Regions from separate parts of the Mus musculus genome. Here all the other regions are linked to region 2. Evidence: chromatin contacts called from public HiChIP or PLAC-seq data. All regions are on one chromosome and are shown on one strand. Each heading gives the region's core, a stretch centred on a gene start, on an enhancer-like site or on the middle of the called end of the contact. The rest is flanking DNA. Distances are from core to core; before and after follow the strand shown.

Evidence for each region. HiChIP or PLAC-seq counts read pairs in DNA pulled down with a chosen protein or histone mark.
Region 1: an H3K4me3 HiChIP or PLAC-seq map of embryonic forebrain shows a contact between it and region 2, with 4 times the contacts expected there. The contact joins the enhancer-like site here to the promoter of Vax1 in region 2. A contact is called at or near these places in 2 of 39 promoter capture datasets (the 3T3-L1 cell line and cranial neural crest), 7 of 115 datasets of contacts at active chromatin or transcription factors (VIP interneurons, embryonic basal ganglia, embryonic forebrain and 4 more) and 1 of 9 other capture datasets (adipose tissue).
Region 3: a contact with region 2 is called in an H3K4me3 HiChIP or PLAC-seq map of embryonic forebrain, with 5 times the contacts expected there. The contact joins the promoter of Eno4 here to the promoter of Vax1 in region 2. A contact is called at or near these places in 9 of 39 promoter capture datasets (the C10 cell line, the SN4741 cell line, cranial neural crest and 5 more), 5 of 484 Hi-C or Micro-C datasets (embryonic stem cells, extraembryonic endoderm stem cells, nephron progenitors and 1 more), 13 of 115 datasets of contacts at active chromatin or transcription factors (bone marrow-derived macrophages, craniofacial prominence, embryonic basal ganglia and 8 more) and 3 of 9 other capture datasets (adipose tissue, liver and pancreatic islet).
Region 4: an H3K4me3 HiChIP or PLAC-seq map of bone marrow-derived macrophages shows a contact between it and region 2, with 5 times the contacts expected there. The contact joins the enhancer-like site here to the promoter of Vax1 in region 2. A contact is called at or near these places in 3 of 39 promoter capture datasets (3T3-L1-derived adipocytes, cranial neural crest and embryonic stem cells), 3 of 484 Hi-C or Micro-C datasets (the N1E-115 cell line, forebrain and stem cell-derived neural progenitor cells), 10 of 115 datasets of contacts at active chromatin or transcription factors (bone marrow-derived macrophages, craniofacial prominence, embryonic basal ganglia and 7 more) and 3 of 9 other capture datasets (adipose tissue, liver and pancreatic islet).

What each region holds. Positions count from the first base shown.
Region 1 is chr19:59,003,166-59,008,147 of GRCm38.p6, forward strand. Shtn1 (shootin 1) reads right to left here. Exons shown (of 17, transcript NM_001114312.1): 13 at 675-784. Among named protein-coding and RNA genes, the nearest start is that of Eno4, 62 kb to the left of the region's middle. Within about 2 kb of position 3,571, at least 20 of the 459 cell types and tissues checked have an H3K27ac peak or open chromatin away from gene starts, as enhancers often do. A contact at or near this core is called in embryonic basal ganglia and embryonic forebrain, where this site is marked.
Region 2 is chr19:59,167,590-59,171,916 of GRCm38.p6, forward strand. Vax1 (ventral anterior homeobox 1) reads right to left here and starts at 2,808. Exons shown (of 3, transcript NM_009501.3): 1 at 2,200-2,808; 2 at 882-1,069. The coding sequence starts at 2,440. 4930442E04Rik (RIKEN cDNA 4930442E04 gene) reads left to right here and starts at 4,192. Exons shown (of 2, transcript NR_167767.1): 1 at 4,192-4,327.
Region 3 is chr19:58,940,454-58,944,968 of GRCm38.p6, forward strand. It overlaps Eno4 (enolase 4), which reads left to right and starts at 2,972. Exons shown (of 14, transcript NM_178689.4): 1 at 2,972-3,168. The coding sequence starts at 3,004. It also overlaps a transcript of Hspa12a not described here.
Region 4 is chr19:58,978,120-58,982,496 of GRCm38.p6, forward strand. The region is part of intron 16 of Shtn1 (shootin 1); the gene reads right to left. Among named protein-coding and RNA genes, the nearest start is that of Eno4, 37 kb to the left of the region's middle. Within about 2 kb of position 1,757, at least 104 of the 459 cell types and tissues checked have an H3K27ac peak or open chromatin away from gene starts, as enhancers often do. A contact at or near this core is called in the N1E-115 cell line, bone marrow-derived macrophages, embryonic stem cells and 1 more, where this site is marked.

The DNA.
Region 1 (4,982 bases), core at 2,321-4,820, 160 kb before region 2:
CCTTAGCCCCCAGTGCCCACAACAGTATTTGACACAGAGCGGATACTCAGAAACCCACAAGAGAACAAGGGATCAAAGAGAGAGGGCAGCAACTTTTAGTTGTCTGACATGGTGACTCCCATCAACGCCCCTCTGGAAGAGATGATGTATGACCTTCCAAACCAGCTCAGACTCACCTACAGTCACAGAGCCCTCACAAAACAGGCTCCTACAGAACTGAAAACGTCTTGGACACATTACCTTCCAAGCCTTGGCAGTCAGTCCTGATGTAGCTGTCATCAGATTCCAAACTTTTACTTTAAAAAGGAGGAGGAGGAAAAGAAAGATGAGAAGGAAAGAAAGGGTGGGAGGCTTGGTAGCTAAGAGTACTGGATGCTCTTTCAGAGGACCAGGGTTTGACTTCCAGCCCCTACATGGCAGCAGGCAACCACCTATAACTCCAAGTCCAAGGAAACTGATGCCCTCTTCTGGCCTCCTTGGATAGCAGACATGAATGCAGTATACACAGACACATAAGCAGGCAAAATACCCATAACTAAACACATACACAGAGAGAGAGAGAGAGAGAGAGAGAGAGAGAGAGAGAGAGAGAGAGAGAGAGAGAGAGAGAGAGACAGACAGACAGACAGACAGGCACACACACAGCTGAGAGTAGGGTGCACAGCTGTACATACCTTTGCCTTGGGTCTGGCTGTCTGGTTAACCGGTCTAAGATGAACTCCCTTCTTAATTCTGTCCATCATCTCTTCCACTGCTTGCCTCTTCAGGTCTGTGACTTCCTCAGCTGTGTGAAGAACACAGACAGAAATCATTTTAGGCACAAGAAATGGCAAATTCCTCTTGCTGGTGACATTGTGCTGTGTGAACTAACAGAAGTCATTTTTCAGGCTGTGGCAGAACACCAATAATTCACTATGGGTGACAGCTACTTTGTGGCAATGTTCCAAATAATATATATACATTTTTTTAATTAAGAAGAATTTCTAATCAGAGCACTCAGAATTATAACAATCAAAGTTTGTAGCATGGGAAGCAATAAGGTCTCACCTCTGAGAAATATAACACAAAAACACACTTGGAGATATGGCTACCTCCAGGTCTTCCCCTTCTCCCTCCTCCTCCCGGGTGTGTTGTCTGAATGCCTTTGTAGACATGTTCAGAGACCACCAGAGCACACTGGTGTCATACTTCATTTCTCTCCACATTAGTCCTTTGAGACATGGTCTCTCACTAAACTTGGGGCTAGGCTGGTGGCCTGCAAGCCCCGCACTGTCTCCAGCACCTCCTCCACCTTTGTGTAGCCAAGCCCTGGTTTGCAAGGGGTTGCTGGGGATCTGAACTTCTGTCTTCATGCCAAGTGTTCTTACCCACTGAGACATCTTTCCAGCCTCTGTGCCTTTCCCAAATCATCCATTTTTGCCTCAAAGATTTTTTTAAAAGTTATTACATCCTGTATATCAAAGAAAGTGGAATAAAGCCTATCTAAAAGAGATCAAAGAGATTTCTTCTTTAAGGGAAAGAAGTCCAGTCAAGAGATGGACACCAAGGAGGCAAACCTGTATTTAATACCATGTTTTGTTTAGGAATTGTATAAATAGGAAACATTTAAGCAAACCTTTTTTCAAGTCTATTTAACCAATCCATGTTTTTAAAACATGCATCCAGCAATGACTTAAATGAAATCATTAAATGTGACTATAGCTTTCAGGGGTTGGGGTGTGACTCAGGAGCAAACAACATATGAAAAAAATAAAACCACCTATTGTATTGTCTACTGTGTGTGTGTGTTTGCTCGCACACGCGTGTGCATGTGTGGTGTGTGGTGTGTGTGTATGTTGTACACATGTGGAGGTCAGAACAGGATACCAGATGTCTTCATATATTGTTCTCTGCTGTACTGACTTGAGACAGGGTCTCTCACTGAATTCGAAGCTTGCCGTTTTGACCAGGCCAAGCCAGTGAGGTAGCTCTTGAAATCTGCCATTTCTGTCCCCAAATTCTGGGGCTAGAGGCATGAAAACAAAATTTTTAATGGATTTGAATGCAGTTCCTTATACCTGTGGAGTGAACATTCTTGACTGAGCTACCTTCTTAGCCTCGAGTGTCTGATTTTTCTTGCTTGCTGCCTGTACAGCCGAGGATTACAAATGAGTTAAACTGAAACTTGTTGACCAAAATCAATTTGGTTTTTCTCAAAGAATTTCTTGGCCAAAGTATGGAATCACTTTGGAACATGTCACCATTAATGTGCTTCTAGACCTTGCTATTCCTAGTGAATTCACTCCAGCTGACACACGGAAGCTAAGTGCCCACTGAGACCTAGGCTCGATGGCAGACTCACAGTCTGCCTGATCAGTGTTGAACTCTAGCTTTAAACAGATATGATGTCTGTACTTCTGGGGAGAGATGGCTAAGCTCACAAAGGCTGCCTTCTAGATGAAGAGGACCACAGTATACCCAAAACTAACCAGTGCTTGTTTCAGGTCTAACTCAGGTCTTCTTTCCTGAGAAGACTTCATGTGGACCTGGGTAGCCATTCCTCATCTCTGAGTCCCTAAGGGAACACCAGAGTTTACAAGTTTCTATTACCCTCAACTCTGTAGCACCAAATGGCTGAATCACTGCTACGTTGGTAAGTATAATCTGACTTCAAAGACAATTCTGTCCTCAGAGGCTATTGGAAAACTAAGAATTAAAATGTCTCCATGTGGAACATGATTCAGACCCAAGAGTCATCTTTCCACAGCCGTCTTAGTTACTTTTTAGTAACTCTCTCTCATTGTTGCAACAATGAGAGAAAAAACAAAGCCTCCTGAGGAAGGCAGAGTTTCTTTAGCTCAGTACAAGAGTAAACCCATCACTGTGGGGGAGGGAGGCACTTGTCCTCTTATTCAGCCTAGCCAGCTCCAGGGCCAGCAACAGTTGCCCACATTTAGAGTGGGTCTTCTCACCTCCATTAACCTAATCCAGGAACTTCCTCATTGGAATACCCAGAGGTTTGTCTCCTGGGTGATTGTAGATCTTATGGAGTTGACAATCAGTATCAAACATCACAGAATGCAACATAGGAAACACAAGTACCCAAGTCAGAACTTAACAACAAATGAAAAATGTTGGGGGGGGGGGGAGAAACGAAGAAAAACAAATGTCCTATGCTTTGGGTTGATTAACTATGTTCCCTCAAATAGAATTTGGGGGTGGAAACTTACTCTGATGGTTCACAAATATCTACAAGGGGGCAAACAAGAAATTCACTCACTCATTCGCCGTCTCCCTTGACGTCCAAGTATCTGTACATACATATGCTTTCCTGACCCTGTTCAAAAGGAGACTTTTCAAAAAGCCAGGTCTTATGCATAAGCACCTGGCATGGGATGTGGTTTAGTCCTGGGAACGCAGAGACCAGTTTTAAAACACCTTCTTTTTTTTTTTTTTTTTTTTTTTTCCCTCTTGGTTTTGTTTTCTTTTTCAGAAAGGCTGCCATTTTGAGTGAGACTAGGAAGAGCTGCATGGGGAAGGGAGCACCGCCTACAAACAGATTAGCGCTCTGCAAGGACTGACTGCAACCCAATTAAATACACCATACAGAAACTAATTAAGGCAGACAGATGGAGAATTACGGGCCACACCATTCAAATCTGCGACAGCATCTACCAGCAGGAATTTAAAGTAGCTCCTTATATTTGCTTGCCAGAATCATAGTGATAATTCAGAGAAGTGCCACTATCTGTATTGTGCACAGATTATAAACCAGGCTTTAATTTCTCAGCCTTTTTTCCCCCCAATATAAAGGCATAATTGGTCTTAAGAAAAAGAAATCACTCTTATCAGATTCCCTACTCAGGCGCAACACAAGGGCAGTGCTAAGCTAGCCGCACAGGCTTTCTTCCTCTCACCGACCTGTTTTTGAAATGGCAAAAAAGCAATCTATATGAACTTCTGAACTATTAAGCAGTTCTAATAAACCGGCATGAATCACCTACGGAGCACCCGTGGTATGTTTTGTAATTCCTTCTGCAATCGCGCAGTTGGTAATTGTCTCACAAAAGCATGTAATCAGGAGGACAATGGAAATATGCAGGATGCTGGAGATTAGAGAAAGAGGCTAATGAGGACAACAAGTCTAATGTTACCGAACTGCCACGGGCGGAAAGGAAAAAAAACCCAACAAAACAAAACCAAAGGTTCTTTGAGTTAGGGCTTCAAGGTCAGTCTTGGATCAGAATACTATATGTAATTAATTGGGGCTTAAATCTTTAGACCCACTTGGAAAATAAGTTAGATCTTAAAAGGAGAGAGAGAGAGGGAGGGAGGGAGGGGGAGAGAGAGACAGAGAGATAGAGAGAGAGAGAGAGAGAGAGAGAGAGAGAGAGAGAGGGAGAGAGAGAGAGAAAGAGGAGAGGAGAGAGAGAGGAGAGAGAGAAAGAGAGACAGAGACACCCCCATGGAAGAAATTACCACATTGTTACTCAAGAAAACCTCTGCTTATTACCAAGAAGAAATGAAGTTTCTTTTTGCTTCCCCATTTTGCTAATTTTTTTGATAAGACCTTAAAAACCAAGCCACTGTATATCATCATGATGTTAAAAACTTCCAAGAGGGTACATCATATTTGAATCAGTCTAGAATTGACTTACAGAATATGAATGTAAGGAAATTTCTTGACTACAGTAGGATTACCTCTCCCAAAGGGGAGTTACAGGGTTACAGAGATAGCTCAGTAGGTAAGAAGGCATGAAGAATTGAGTCCAAATCCCTAGAATCCATATAAAAAGACCTGAGTATGGCTGAAGGTGTCTGTGACCCCAGCACTGTGTTGGACAGAGAAAGGAGGATCAGCTCCAGCTTCAATAAGAGACGCTGTCTCAACAGTGTAAGGGTGGTGATGTAGCAGGACACCTGATGTTCTCTTCTGGCCTCTATACATACATAGGCCTGCACATCTGCATCCACACACGTGCAGACATCACCACCATGACTGC
Region 2 (4,327 bases), core at 1,558-4,057:
CTAAACGGGGGTTAACACAATTAAAAAAAAAAAGGTTATGATGCCAACTTAAACTCAGATTTCCCCATCTGTTCTGCCCTCAGTTCTCAGTATTCCCTCCAGATTTTAGGCCTAAAATGCTCTCCACCTGCTTCAGGGCTGGGCATAGGAAAACAAACTAGAAAGAGAACTGACCAACCCCTCAACAGTCCGGAAGGGACAAAATCTCCCTCTAATGCTCTGGGCCCTTAGCTCACAGGGTCAGCTCCAAAGCAGCATGGGACTTTATGGTAAGGAGAGGACCTAAAATGCAAAAGACACAATATACACGGTGGGCACCCAAGTCACCAGATTTGCTGCCCATCTGACTGACACGCCCTGTCATTGGCACAGGCCTCTTAGGATCCCAGAGTGGTGGTCCGGCTGGCTGTTTAAGGGGTGGGGGCCGCTAGCTTTGCACAGGCAGGTTTCTGAGAATTGGCACCGCTTTCTAATTCCTGCAGAATTGATCTAGGTGCTGAGTAAAGCTAAAAGCCCCAAAATGGGGTGTTACTGGGAATATAGCCAAGATGGTATGTATCCAAATGGGGGAAAACAGCCTTTTAAAAATCAGAAGCCATCCAAAAATTCCTAAGAGTCAAAAAGAATTCCAGAAGGACAGAATATGGGGTCCCTAGGCCAAGTCAAGGTATGCAGAAATTAGACTGGCAGATTTGTGAACGAGGAGAAGACAGTTTAATAAAGAGGAGGGAGCCTTAAGACCTTCGTCCCCATTCGTTCCGTTTCCTCCACGTCCCTGGGAGGTTTGGTCCAAAGCTAGGTAGATTGTGAGGAAAGGCAAGCTGTCATCCTGGAGAGGGGAAGAGGAAGCCTGGTGGTGTGAGCACCTGGCAGCTAGGTACCTGGGTCTCAGAGAGATTGAGCTGCCGAGCCAGCTCGGTTCTCTCCCGGCCCACCACGTATTGGCAACGCTGGAACTCCATCTCCAGCCTGTAGAGCTGCTCCGCGGTGAAGGACGTGCGAGTCCTCTTGGGCCGGTCCAGATCCAAGCCTTTGGGCAGGATGATTTCTCGGATAGACCCCTTGGCATCTAGGAAAGGGTAGACGTCAGCCACCAGAACCTCCGCCCCCGGTTTTCTCTGCCTCCTTGATCAGAGCTAGCTAGGGACAAATCTCCGGTAGGCTGCTGCCAGTGTATGGGGTGGCCGCAATCATAAAGCTGAGATTCTCTGAGTGTATGGAGGCCAAGGGGGCTAACTTCATACTATTAACTGGGAGAGTAACCAGACTGTCTCTGAAGAGTTCTCCCAGACACCGGAGGAGGAAACAAACAAACAATAAAAAACAAGAACAAAAACAAAAACAACAACAACAACAAAAAACAAACCTGAATTCCAAATAGGTAAATGCTCCTTCCGGCCTAGGGGGCCTCTGGTGTGTGATCCGAGTCCCCAGTAGCCCAAAGGGGCTCTTACTGGTAACCCCACCTCCCAGTATGGTCCCAGATTGCAGGGCAGCCTGCACTCCTGTGGTCCCCACCCTTACCCCGGGTCTCCGGCCCGCTTCAGTCCAGACAGCAGAAGGAGGAGGGACTGAATGTCGGCTTGCGGGGCCTGGCTAACAGCTAGCGGGGGCGGCGCCGGCTGAAGCTGGGCCTCAGCGCCACCAGTGCCCGGGAGGAGCGCACACCGCTCCTTGAGCGAGGACGAGCGAAGCAAAGAGGCGGCATTCGCAGACCTGCGACGCAGGTCGGCGATCTCTCTAGGCCACTGCAGCCAGGCCAGGAGCGCAGCGCCAGGGCCCTCAGCCCTACCAGCTAACTGGCTGGCTCTGGCCAGCGGCGGGAGGCTACGGGTCCTAGCCCACTGCTCCATCGGGTGCGCTCTGCCCTCCATGGCACACACGCCTGCAGGCCGGAGGACGCGCGCACGTTCCCCTGGAGGAGCTGGGTCCGAGCCCCAGCTTGGTGGCCGGTCCACAGTCACGGTCTGGATTCCTTCCCGCAACCGTGCTGCGGGGCCCCTCCGGACTGCTAGGGCCCAGAAAGAGCGCTTTGAGAGGAGCCCCAGGCACAGGTCCCCGCGACCGACCGGACCCAAGAAAGAAAAGGGCCAACAACAACTTTCTCCCAAGTCCTCGCCAGCCCTAAGCAGCGACGCGAAGCTGCGGCAGGGGAATTACCCCGAAAAGAACGCGTTCCAAAGCCCTGCCCATCCCTACCTCGGACTAGGATCCGGCGACAGTAATCTGGGTCCGCTGAGGAATTGGATTTACTTTTGTTACAATCTTCCGAAGCGCCAGACCCGGAAAAGGCGCCCTGCGGCTCCTTGAGGAAGGCGGCCGGAAGGCTCCCCTCGGCGCCCTTGATCTCCCGGCTCTCCTTGTGCGCGTTCTTCGAGACCCTGGCGGCCTCGGTGTCCGAGTGGCACCGGACGTCCATTTTGTCTGGTTTCCCGAACATAGGCAAAAAGAAAGAAAGAAAGAAAACAACAACAAAAACAAAAAAACACAGAAAAGAAGGAGGGTGGGAAAAGAAGAAGCAAAAGGGGACAAAACCCCTACAACGCAGCACCTAAGCTCGGTCGCCCGCCAGAATGAATGTCCCCGCGGGGTGGCTTCGGCGGCCGCGGAGGGTCAGCGCAGACAGGAGAGTGGCGCGCTGGTAGAGAGGCGGCGGGTCTTGTCCAGGATCCCGGTGGCGAGGCCGCCTCGTCAGCGCCCGCGTCCTTTGAGCACGTCCAGTGTCCCCAGCCTGGCGATCAGGTAGCGAACAGCGCAACTCCGAAACGCTGCGGCTCCGCCTGTTACTGAGACGGCCGAGTTGTGGTTGTCCGACACCCGGGGGGGACGCACACTCGCTGTTGCAATTGATTACGGGTAATTTCGCAGCCCCCACGTTTCAGTTACCTCACGAATACACTAAATTGTTTGGATAATATATCAGATCGTAATGGATGGTTTCTGTCCTTGTCCCCAATCAAGTAGGGGTTTAGCCAGTGAATAAACGGAAATGATTGGTCTTGCTTTCGGGAAACACAATCAAAGACCCACACTTCCAGAAAAACTTTTGACAAGATTCATCCTGAATTGCTAACACCATTAGCAGGCATTATTAACTTTCTCTTTGCCTTTGACCGTCCTGCTCACATACTGGCTAAAGGGGGGTTCCTCTAGACTCTCCAGATAGAGCCAGATGGGGGGGGGTTACCCCCTCAGTCCCTGTAGCTATAGAAAGCAGTTGCCTCTGGGTGGGGAAAGAAGGGGGGAGGAGAAAAGTTTCCCCCTAAAGTCTCTCCCCCACACTCCAAAAAAGCCAAGCTTTCTCCCCAAGCGACTCCTTAACACACCTCGACGTTGACAGCCATCTTAAACTGCCGCCCCTCTTCCTGTAGCCCCAGTTGGATTTTTTTCATGCCTGCACCTCCAGCGGCCCTGAGGCAGCCCATTCAAAGGGCAGCTTTGTACTCAGAGTGGGGGGGGGGGGGTAGAGGGAGGGAGGAATACGAGAGAGAGAGAGAGAGAGAGAGAGAGAGAGAGAGAGAGAGCAAAAAATCTCAACTGTGAGATCTGCTTCAAAAAAAAAGTTTCCCCCTAGCTATTTCATTGTCTTGCTACAATGTCTTTGAGAAAAGCAACAGCCAGTAATCCAATAACAGCATTGATTAGGCCACAATGATTCAATTCAAGCGCATGGCCTTGTGCAAGGAGCTTGCTCCAGCCCTTCTCGTCACCTTGCCGGGGCAGAAGCCCTCTCCACGCCGCTCTCCCCATTCATTCCTTTATGGGAAATGCGGAGCAAAAGGAGTGAAAGATGGCAATTATCTAATTGGACTATTAACAAACAGTCCTCTGAGTGCGGCGGTCTGGCGTGGCTCCTGGGCGGGGGAAGGGCCGTGTTCCCGGCCCTCATTCACAAAGAGTGCAGGGGCCGCGGAGGAAAGGGGGTTTTTAAAAGGGAGTGGGGGGGGGGAGGCGAGGAGAGGTGGGAGGTTTGGCTGAGAATTTTTCCACACAATTCCAAGAATGGGGCGGAGGCGGGCGGGGGAGGGGCGGGGGTCTGGGCGAGAGGGTGGGAGGCACAAAGTGAGTGGGGAGGACAGCGAGTGTGTGTGGCGGCCTCCGAGGGGCTCTGCGCCCGCCCCACAGTCCGGCTGTCACCTCCCGGCCACCACCGCGGTCCCTCGAGACTGCTGAACGTGGAGGGGGTGGGCCGAGCCGGGTAACAACGCTCCTCTCCAAGCCACCTCCGGCCGGTCTCTTAGGAGCAATCGCGTTTGGTCTGTTCCCAAGGTTTCTGTGGCACTCAGGCAGACCTTGGGGAGTTGACTTTATATGATTGGGGATACTT
Region 3 (4,515 bases), core at 1,722-4,221, 230 kb before region 2:
GCTTTAACTTCAGCGCTCTGGAATAGTGCCTAGCACAGGGCGCTCCGTCAAGACATCTTTGTCAACTGGATGGCAGAAGCAGAAAGAGAGGCACTGACATTTCCTTGACTTCACACAGCTCCCAGGTAAAAAGTCTCTAAGAAAACAACTGAGTCACTAAGGACCCCTTAGGAGTCAACTCTTCTCTAAGCTTTGACTTAAATACCCTTCCCTAGAATATACTGTAATCCTTGGTCATAAAGGTAACTCACTGGAAGAAAATTAGATACTGCTAGCATATACGAAGACAAGATTCCTGACCCCCACCACCTGAGGACAGCAGATCACCCTGGGTGCAGGCATACACACCTGACACAGCACCGACAGTTTCTACCCTTGCCTTTGGGACTCGGACTTTCTTTTTACTGCTCAAAGCCGGTTTTGTCTGTTTCCTCTTATAGCTCCTGCCCTCCTCCCGTGTCCTCAATCCATTCCTTCTGCGGTGCCTCGCTCCTATTTCAAGAGGACTCTGTCCCCATTTCCCTCTGAGGGCGTCTCCATTCTTCAGGTTGTTAGGCTATGAAGACATCTTTGGTATCTCCAGTCCTCCCTTTTTGATCTGGGATTCTCAAACTTGAGGCCAGGAGGTGCAAAACCCGGTGCACAGGTCACATAGTGTGTTACTCTTTACAACTCTAAGAGACCTCTACACTGCCCCCCAAGTCTTCTTGGCTCCTCACCCTCCATCCCCATCACCTAGGAGTAGGCATCCTTCTCATCTGTCTCTTCCCAGCTGACCTTTACCCTTTGACCTTCCTAAATCATTCTCCACCTGGAATTACTGCTTCCTGAACAACCAAACACGTTATCAGTCCTACCACCGTAGCCAGCCAACCACTTCTGCCTTGCCAGTCCTGTATTTTTAGGAATGCCCTGCTCTTGCAGGATGGTATTCTAAGGCTTTGACAATTTCTCTGCGGGCTAAATTTTCTCTGCGGGCTAAATGTCCATCCCTGTTTCTCATTTCTGAAAAGAAGGACTTACTGCTCACTTAACACCAAAGCAGTTACATGTTTGTGATTTAGCGTATGCAAAATCGATTCACTCATCCAGTAACTGTTTACTGAACATCTAATCTATAAAGGAATATACTGATGCCATAAGTGCAGTACTGAACAAGACACACAAACCCTGTCCTCATGGGACATAGAGGACAGTGGGTTAGAGAGCGAAGAACCCATTGCATAGTGGTCTCAGCCCAAATACTTCCAGTCTTCCATTAAAATATTAAATGAGGGCTGGGGTTATAGCTCAGCTGGTGAAGTGCTTGCCTGGCATGCATGAAGACCAGGGTTCTACCCCTAGCACTGCGTTAACTAGGCACGGTTGCTCACGCCTGTTAACTCAGAACTCCAGAGATAGAAGCAGAAGGGTCAGAAGTTCAAAGTCAGCCTCCACTACACAGCCAGTCTGAGGCCATCCTAAGATACATAAAACCAAGTCACAAACTAGAAAAAAAAAAAAAAAAGGAAAAGAAAATTAAATGAGGTCTGGAGATATAGTTCAGTGGCTGCATCCAGGTGGTAGGCCCAGAGATTCATGCTGAGCACAGAAGAATGAAAAAGAAGAAAGTCAAATGGGTCAGCCCTAAAAGATGAGGGCTCACGTCTGTGGTCCAGGTTTCAAGTGGGCAAGGAGATCAGTAGAAAGAGCAGTCTGCTGGGGGGGTGAGAATGTGAAGCACAGCTTTTCTTAAGACACAAAACTCAACCTTCACAGGATGGGCGAAGGAGGTACCTTCCACAGGAGGCGGGTTGGTATGAGGACGGCCACACCCAGGAATAAAAGCAATGGCAACATTGTGGGCTCGTTTTTAAACAAAGGTGCACTAAAATCCCAGCTGTGAGCGCTCAGCTCTGCGATGGACAAGGAGATGACTAAGTCTCTGCTTCCACCATCCAAGGACTTGCAGCCAGCCAGAGGGGAGGGCAAGTGTGTGATGACCCATCACACCACAGAAAGGAAATCGTCCTCAAAGAGAGTCCAGAGCAGGGAGGAATGGGTCTCGGTTATATAAGCGTACTTACAGAATCAGGTATTTTATCCACCTACATCCAACAGTACATTTATGGAAAACAACTGTTCCCAAATGCCTCTTCGCACTCGGGGTTATTTTAAGTGATTGTCCAGCGGACAGAGCAGGTAAGATTACGTTTTCCAGATGAGCAATGAAGGCACAAGTCTTTTAAGCAACCTGCTTTCTGTTGGGAACATAAAACAGGCAACAATAAAAAAAAAAAAACACGAAAACACCCTGTCTGTCTCGGCCCACTCCTATCCATTACTTGGATCGTCCTGCACCATCCAAGTAACGAGCACAGAAATAAGTTCTATCATTGCGTCTGGTACCTAACTGTCACAGTAAACAGGCAGCCCGCTGCTACAGACCATGACCCAAGGACTTTCTCATGGGCTGCGTTTTGCATGGCCTCCACCTCGCCCTGGGTCTCTCCAAAGCATCATCAGTCTTACTTCCTACACTGGGTTTCACTCTCAGTAATCTCCCCCAAAGGGAGCTTTCTGAGAGAGAGCATCACGAGGCGTGCAGCAAGCACAGTGCGTGGGTTGGAAGGGATGCATGCCCAGGACCTCCACGGCTCAGGAAGGGCACCCTGGGCTCTTGCATCCCTCTCCCTCGTTAACTGCAAGAGTTGAAGTGGCGGGTACCGCTCCCCAGCTTCTGCAAAACGAACTCAAACAATCGTTAAATGCCTCCCCGTCTGCAAAACTGTCCGAGGAACAGTGACAAACGGGGACGAGAGAGCACTAAGAGCGAAGCATTGAAGAAAGGCGAAGTGCGGACGGGACAACGATGGGTCCCGAACGGAAAGCTTGAGTCTCGGTCCACCAAGGGAAGGAAGCCTCGCGAGATCTAGGGGTCGTGATCTCGTTGCGTTGCCTAGCGACAAAAGGACGCTGGCGGGCCCCCTGGCAAAACCCCGCTGTAGCCCTAAGTCTCCTACCATGGGAGATGAAGACGGCGGCCGCAGAGGCGGGATCACTAGGGACCTGCAGAAGCTGAAGCAGCAGGCGATGGCGTACTACCAGGAGAACGACGTCCCGCGCAAGCTGGAAGATCTGCTCAACTCCACCTTCTACCTCCAGCCTGCGGATGTCTACGGGCACCTGGTAGGGACGCGCGGGGAGCTCCCTCCTCCCTCTGGCCCACGCTGCGGCAGCGCGATGCGTCTGCGCCTGCGCAACGGAGTCGCGCCTGCGCGCTGCTGGGCAGAAGGGTTAGGGGATGCCCAGCTGAGAGCAGGGCGAGCGTGCTGCGCGGGGAGGATGCGGAGAGTTGACAAGAGGACCCTGAATGGGTCTGTAGCTCAGGTCTGCTCCGAGACTGGCGAGCTTCTTTTCTATCCAAGGAGCTCACCTGCCGTTGGTTTTCTAAACCACAGACCTGACGCTGAACTTACCTTACCTGCGGGCGGGGACGCAAGCTGGACCACGAAACGAATGCCAGGGACTTGGCTGCAGCCCACCCCGGGTCCCATTCCTTTGGCTTCCACTCCCCCCTGATGTCTCAGATTCCAAGTCTAAGCTCCCAGGTGTGAAAACCTCACGCACCCTGCATTGGCTAGGTACCCAACGTCTCGGGCCAGTGACTGCCAAAATGCAGATTTCACTCGGAGGCCCTTCTCCGTTGTTGACTGAGTGTCCTTGAGCTCTCCTAGGGCCATCCTACAGTAATCCTTTGAGTTACCTAATGGTTGGCTGCTGAGGAGGGGGATTCCTGTGCATCAGATGTGACTTGGAAAGGAGTTGGGGTACCTACCACTCGTTGTCTTCGTCTCTAAAAGCTCTGCAAGATTTAAAACAAACAAACAACCCTCCCTTTTTTAAATAAAGAACTTGGGCCTCAGGGCTTTAACTAGTACCCCCACCCTCACCCCTACCCCTGCACTGTGGGACAAAGGGACAATTATAGACTTTTTGTGGAATAGGTGAGTGAAGGCCTTATAAAGATTTCAATCCCTCTCTCTCTTGCTGAAGGAACTGTTAACTCGTTGTCTAAAAGGACACCTCACCCTGTCTCTTCCTAGTCTGTTAGGCAGCCTGGCACTGGTTTGTACAGCTCTTTGGGAACTCCCATACCTTAGTTAGGGGCGGCCCCATTTGCTTTCTATCCTTTGCTACAACATTCTGACCAAAAGCAACTTAGGAACTTGTTTATTTGGTTTACATTTCCATGCCACAGCCCATCACTGAGGGAAGTCTGGGCAGGAAATGCAGCAGAGGCTATAGGAAGAAAAAAAATGCTGCCTACTGGTTTGCTTCTCATGGCTTGCTCAGCCTGCTTTCTTGGACAACCCTGGTCAACCTGCCCAAGGGTGTCAGCGCCCATAGTAGGCACAGCGCTCAGAAGTCAATCTTGGATCCCTTCCAAGTGATTTCTGCTCTGCCACTTAAAGGAAATTGCAATTACTAAGCTTCCCAAGAGGCCTGTTGGAGTTAGGTGTCACTGTGCATCAG
Region 4 (4,377 bases), core at 507-3,006, 190 kb before region 2:
GGTCCTTTCCTAGGTCTCCCGGGGACCTTCTCAAAGCTCCTTTTAGAGCCTGAAGCCTTCTTAGAACATTCCATCTCTATCCCCATGATGCCACTGATGGTAAAGTTGCCAGGAGACAAGCCTCAGAGTATGCCTGTGGAGCAATTATTTAGACTAAGTTAATGAGGGAAGGCCCACCCTGAATGTGGGCAGCACCATTCCCTAGGCTTGTATCCTGGACTGAATATTAGAAAGAGCTGACTTGTAGCATTCACTGTCCTCTGATTCCTGAGTATGGATGCAATGTGCATGGCTGCCTTGACCTTTAGCTATCAGGTTTTCCCTGTCACAGTGGACTAATGCACTGTCACACTATCAGCACAAATTAACCCTCTCCACCTTAAGATGCCTTTGTTAAAGTATTTTTATCATAGCAACAGAAAAGGCAACTAATACATTCCCAATCCCATGTCCTTCAGGGGCAGTACTGAGAACCTAGGCTACTATTCAAGGAAGCCATGTGGGTCTAGAGGTTTGAACCCAACAAAGGCTCAAGCAGTACTACCATAGGGGCCTGGTCCACGGTGGCTCCGTCCACCTCCTCCTTCAATGCAGCATCTAAGGACAGTTACTACTAATAAGCAATTAAAGTTGATACTTGTAAAAGAGCCACGGCAGCCCTTCTCCCGATGCAGCAGGATCTGTAGAGCAGAACTGCTGAGTCACAGAGAGAGAGGAAGGCTACATGAGTCGGTCGGACCCTCCCTGTAGAGCAGAACTGCTGAGTCACAGAGAGAGAGGAAGGCTGCATGAGTCGGTCGGACCCTCCCTGTCATATGTAAACCCCAGGCGGCCAAAGTGAAATGATCTGTCATTTACCAGCACAGAACCTGCATCAGAAGTCTGGGGGGGGCCCAGACTGCAGAATCGTGTAGTTAGTTATCCATGATCTGCTATAACAGACCTTCTTCATGAGTCATTCTGGATCATGTGCTCAGCAGTTGTTTCAAGACACTCCCTCCCCCACCCCCGAAAGCAAGCCAATTAAAAACTGGAATTCAAGATCTCAAACTGCAACTCTATTACAGCTGACAGCTACTGTCCCCCAACTGTAGGAGAGCCAGAACAAAGGGCTCTGGCTGGCAAAGAAAGACCTGACCTGCCTCCAAATCACACAGGTGTAAGAAGAATCAGAAGTGTTGCAGTTTCAGCAAAGCTGCACTTGGTAAAGGGATTCGTTGTTTCTCAGACTGTGTCACAGGGGACAGAGGCAAAGCATTCTGTGTGCTTGCCCCCCCCCAAAAAAAAAACCATCATTGTTTGCATTCAATGAAATTCCTTTCAAAATCAACTTTCCACATCTCAATTATATTCAACAACATTCTAGCTAACATTTCGGCTGCAATTCAAATTAACTAATGCCCCAAAGAGCCCCTAATCGACACGGTTCTGAGCTCAATTGAATACAATCAAAGCTCAGGAAATGAAGGGGGGAATGCTTATTTCATGCAAATTCTGAATATCGCTCAAGCTTAATTTTACTGATAATATAAAGGTGGGACATTTTGAGCATTACAGAGAATGAAACCTTTAAGCGGTGAGAGTTATTTTATAAAATGCTACCTCTGAAAAGCTGATTGCCAAACAGTATAAAAACGGTTTGAGGCATAAATGCCAAGTTCATTTCTATTTCACTTCTGAGGTAACTATCTTTCAAATCGCAACAGCTGGACTATTTAACACAATCTGGTGAATCACGGTGTAGCGCTTCTCTGGTCTCCCAGTGGGACGTCTGCATTAGTCTGTGGCAGCCATCCAACAAATGACGTGCAGTGGCCGGTCTGAACTCTGTTTCATTTACAATAAAAAACGGATAAAACCACAATCATATTTGCCACCTTCAAGGATGGAAAATGGAAAGATTTAAATTTGTCTTTATAAAGTAGTTTTCTGGGAAAACTCCAAAGAGGAAGTCAGTTTCTATTTCCCTAGTGTATAAATGAGTCTTGCTTCCCCCTCCAGTCCCTGCAGCGAGCAGAGTGGTGAAGGGAGCTGGCCTTACTAAAGCTGATGTTCATTGTTTCTTTCAGAAACTCTTGATTTTTTTTTTTCAGAGCTTTTCATGCGCCAGTCTAAAACTTCGAAAATATTACATCCCAAACATAAGCTGAGAATTTCTAATCACTATCAAGCCTCATCCTTGTGGGACTGGAGGTAGAACGGAGCTTTGACTTTGTGTACTTTTTAAAAACTGTATTTTATCCAAAGCTCTGTACCGGTCCATCAGTCTGACTCTGCTTTTATTTGTGGGAAGACAGGCTTAAAGTACAGAAAGTATTCCATACGTCCGGATTAGCCAGAGTCCCTTTTGTCACAGGTAACAATAGCTGAGGAAAGACCCTGGGCTCACATTCAGCAAAATTTCCTTTAGTTTTTTAGCTGCCATGCCGTTTACATCATAGACCCTGGTGGTCCCTTCAAGGCTATACCAGCTTGTTTCTTCTACTGTGCCAGCTAGACCAAAGACAATTTATTAGATTCTGATCATGAAGAGCCTTCACTGGTAAAGCCATGTAGGGAACACATAAACTCACTACAAAACACTCATGACACTTTCTTTTTGGCTTCTGGGCTGTTTTTACACACACACACACACACACACACACACACACACACAATTTTGGATAGATTTTAGTCTCTATGAAAATTCATTTAGATCCCAGGTATTTAAAAACTGTGTGTCATTTACAAGAAATATGTTAAAAGACATGCAGCCTCCCACAGAAGTCTCCAGAGGAAACATTGGTTCCTTTAAAGTCAGCTATGCACAGTGTGCATTTTCATAGATATCTATTTTAAGTTTTCCTTTCCATTTACTATATTTTATACATCAAACTTTTAAGATAGGAGTCACAGGAATTCAGCCTATCACCTTTTGTATACTTCCATGACATGATAAAGTATCTTTCAAGTGAAATGTGTTTTATCTGGTTTAAGAAGTCTGGTTGGTTTAATCTCAGGGTCTGAAAATGCTTTTCCAGTCTTGGAAGTTACTTTCCTTTCCATTAAAACAAAACAAAACTTCACTCTACCTCATGAAACACAAATAAAAGGAAACATAAATACTGTTAAGAAATGTTTTTTTTTTTAACAACAACAACAAAAACCCCTACAAAGTACCAAAGGCAATTTGCAAGAAATGATACATTTTAGACAAAGTCCTATAAAATCTGAGCCCTTGTAACTGAAAGCAAACATTAAGGGGCAATTAATTCTTCAAGAGAATGGAGAATTACTTGGTAGCCCTTTAACAGTAATTTTGAGATTTACTCAATGGTATTTTACCAGTCATTTTTTTTTCACTAGGTGTAATACATCCTGAACAATTAATCTGGAAGAAGTTGCTGTCTGTACAGCCCCTCTGAACGCAGAGACAATACTGACTGCTGAGTTTTCCGGCAGTCCACAGGATAACTCCTGGGGGTGGGGAGGGGGGAGAAGAAAAGACCAAGTGAGGGGATCTCGGCTTCCAGAGCATCCAGTTGTTCGGCTAATTTTGTTGTTAAAACTTAATTGTCCATGTACCGGCACACACGGGGCTCCATTGTGGTCCTGCTCTGTGGAACAGAGCAGTTTCCTGCAGTGTCCGTACACAATTCAGCAGTGCTAAGATTACAGCTGAGCGCCCAGCAAATCCTTTAATTGTATAAGAGCATGAGATTAAGCAGGAACGTCCATGCGGCTCATTCTGCCAGTAGACTCTTCTCAGAAATAAATGTTTAAATGTTTACTAAGTACAGGAAGCTGCCCTTCTCCCCTTCTCCTCAATGCAGAGCGTGCACACAGACACACACAAACACCCAAAGACACACACACACACACACACACACACACACACACACACACAAACACACATGCATACACCACAGAAAGAAAAAGGCAAAGGAGGTGATGAAGAAATGGAGGACAGAAAGTAACCAGAAGAAAGCACACTCCTTTCACCACAGGGACCGGATACTTCCCTAGCCTCCATTTGGATAAAAGGTTGACCCAAGCCTTTTTGAAGAAATGGTTACTTGGCCGACAAAACAAATGCACGTCCTACTGAGACCAGTACTAGAGAGAAAGATTTTGTGCAAAGTTGATAACAAAAGTAAGTTTAAGAATAGAAGTTTCCATTTGTGGACATATTTCAGAACCTCAGACTCTCTGTCTCCAATTGTAGAAACCAGTACTTTTCCATTTCATTTTTTAACATTCGGTTCACACTAGAAGAAATAAAAGTGAAGAGGTGAGTTAGGGGTCAAACCCTGATTTAAAAACTCGATCCTGTTTTTAATTAAAAACTTGAAAGGCATTTAGATTTCCTTTTTCCTGTCATGGAAAGGTGTGACTGGT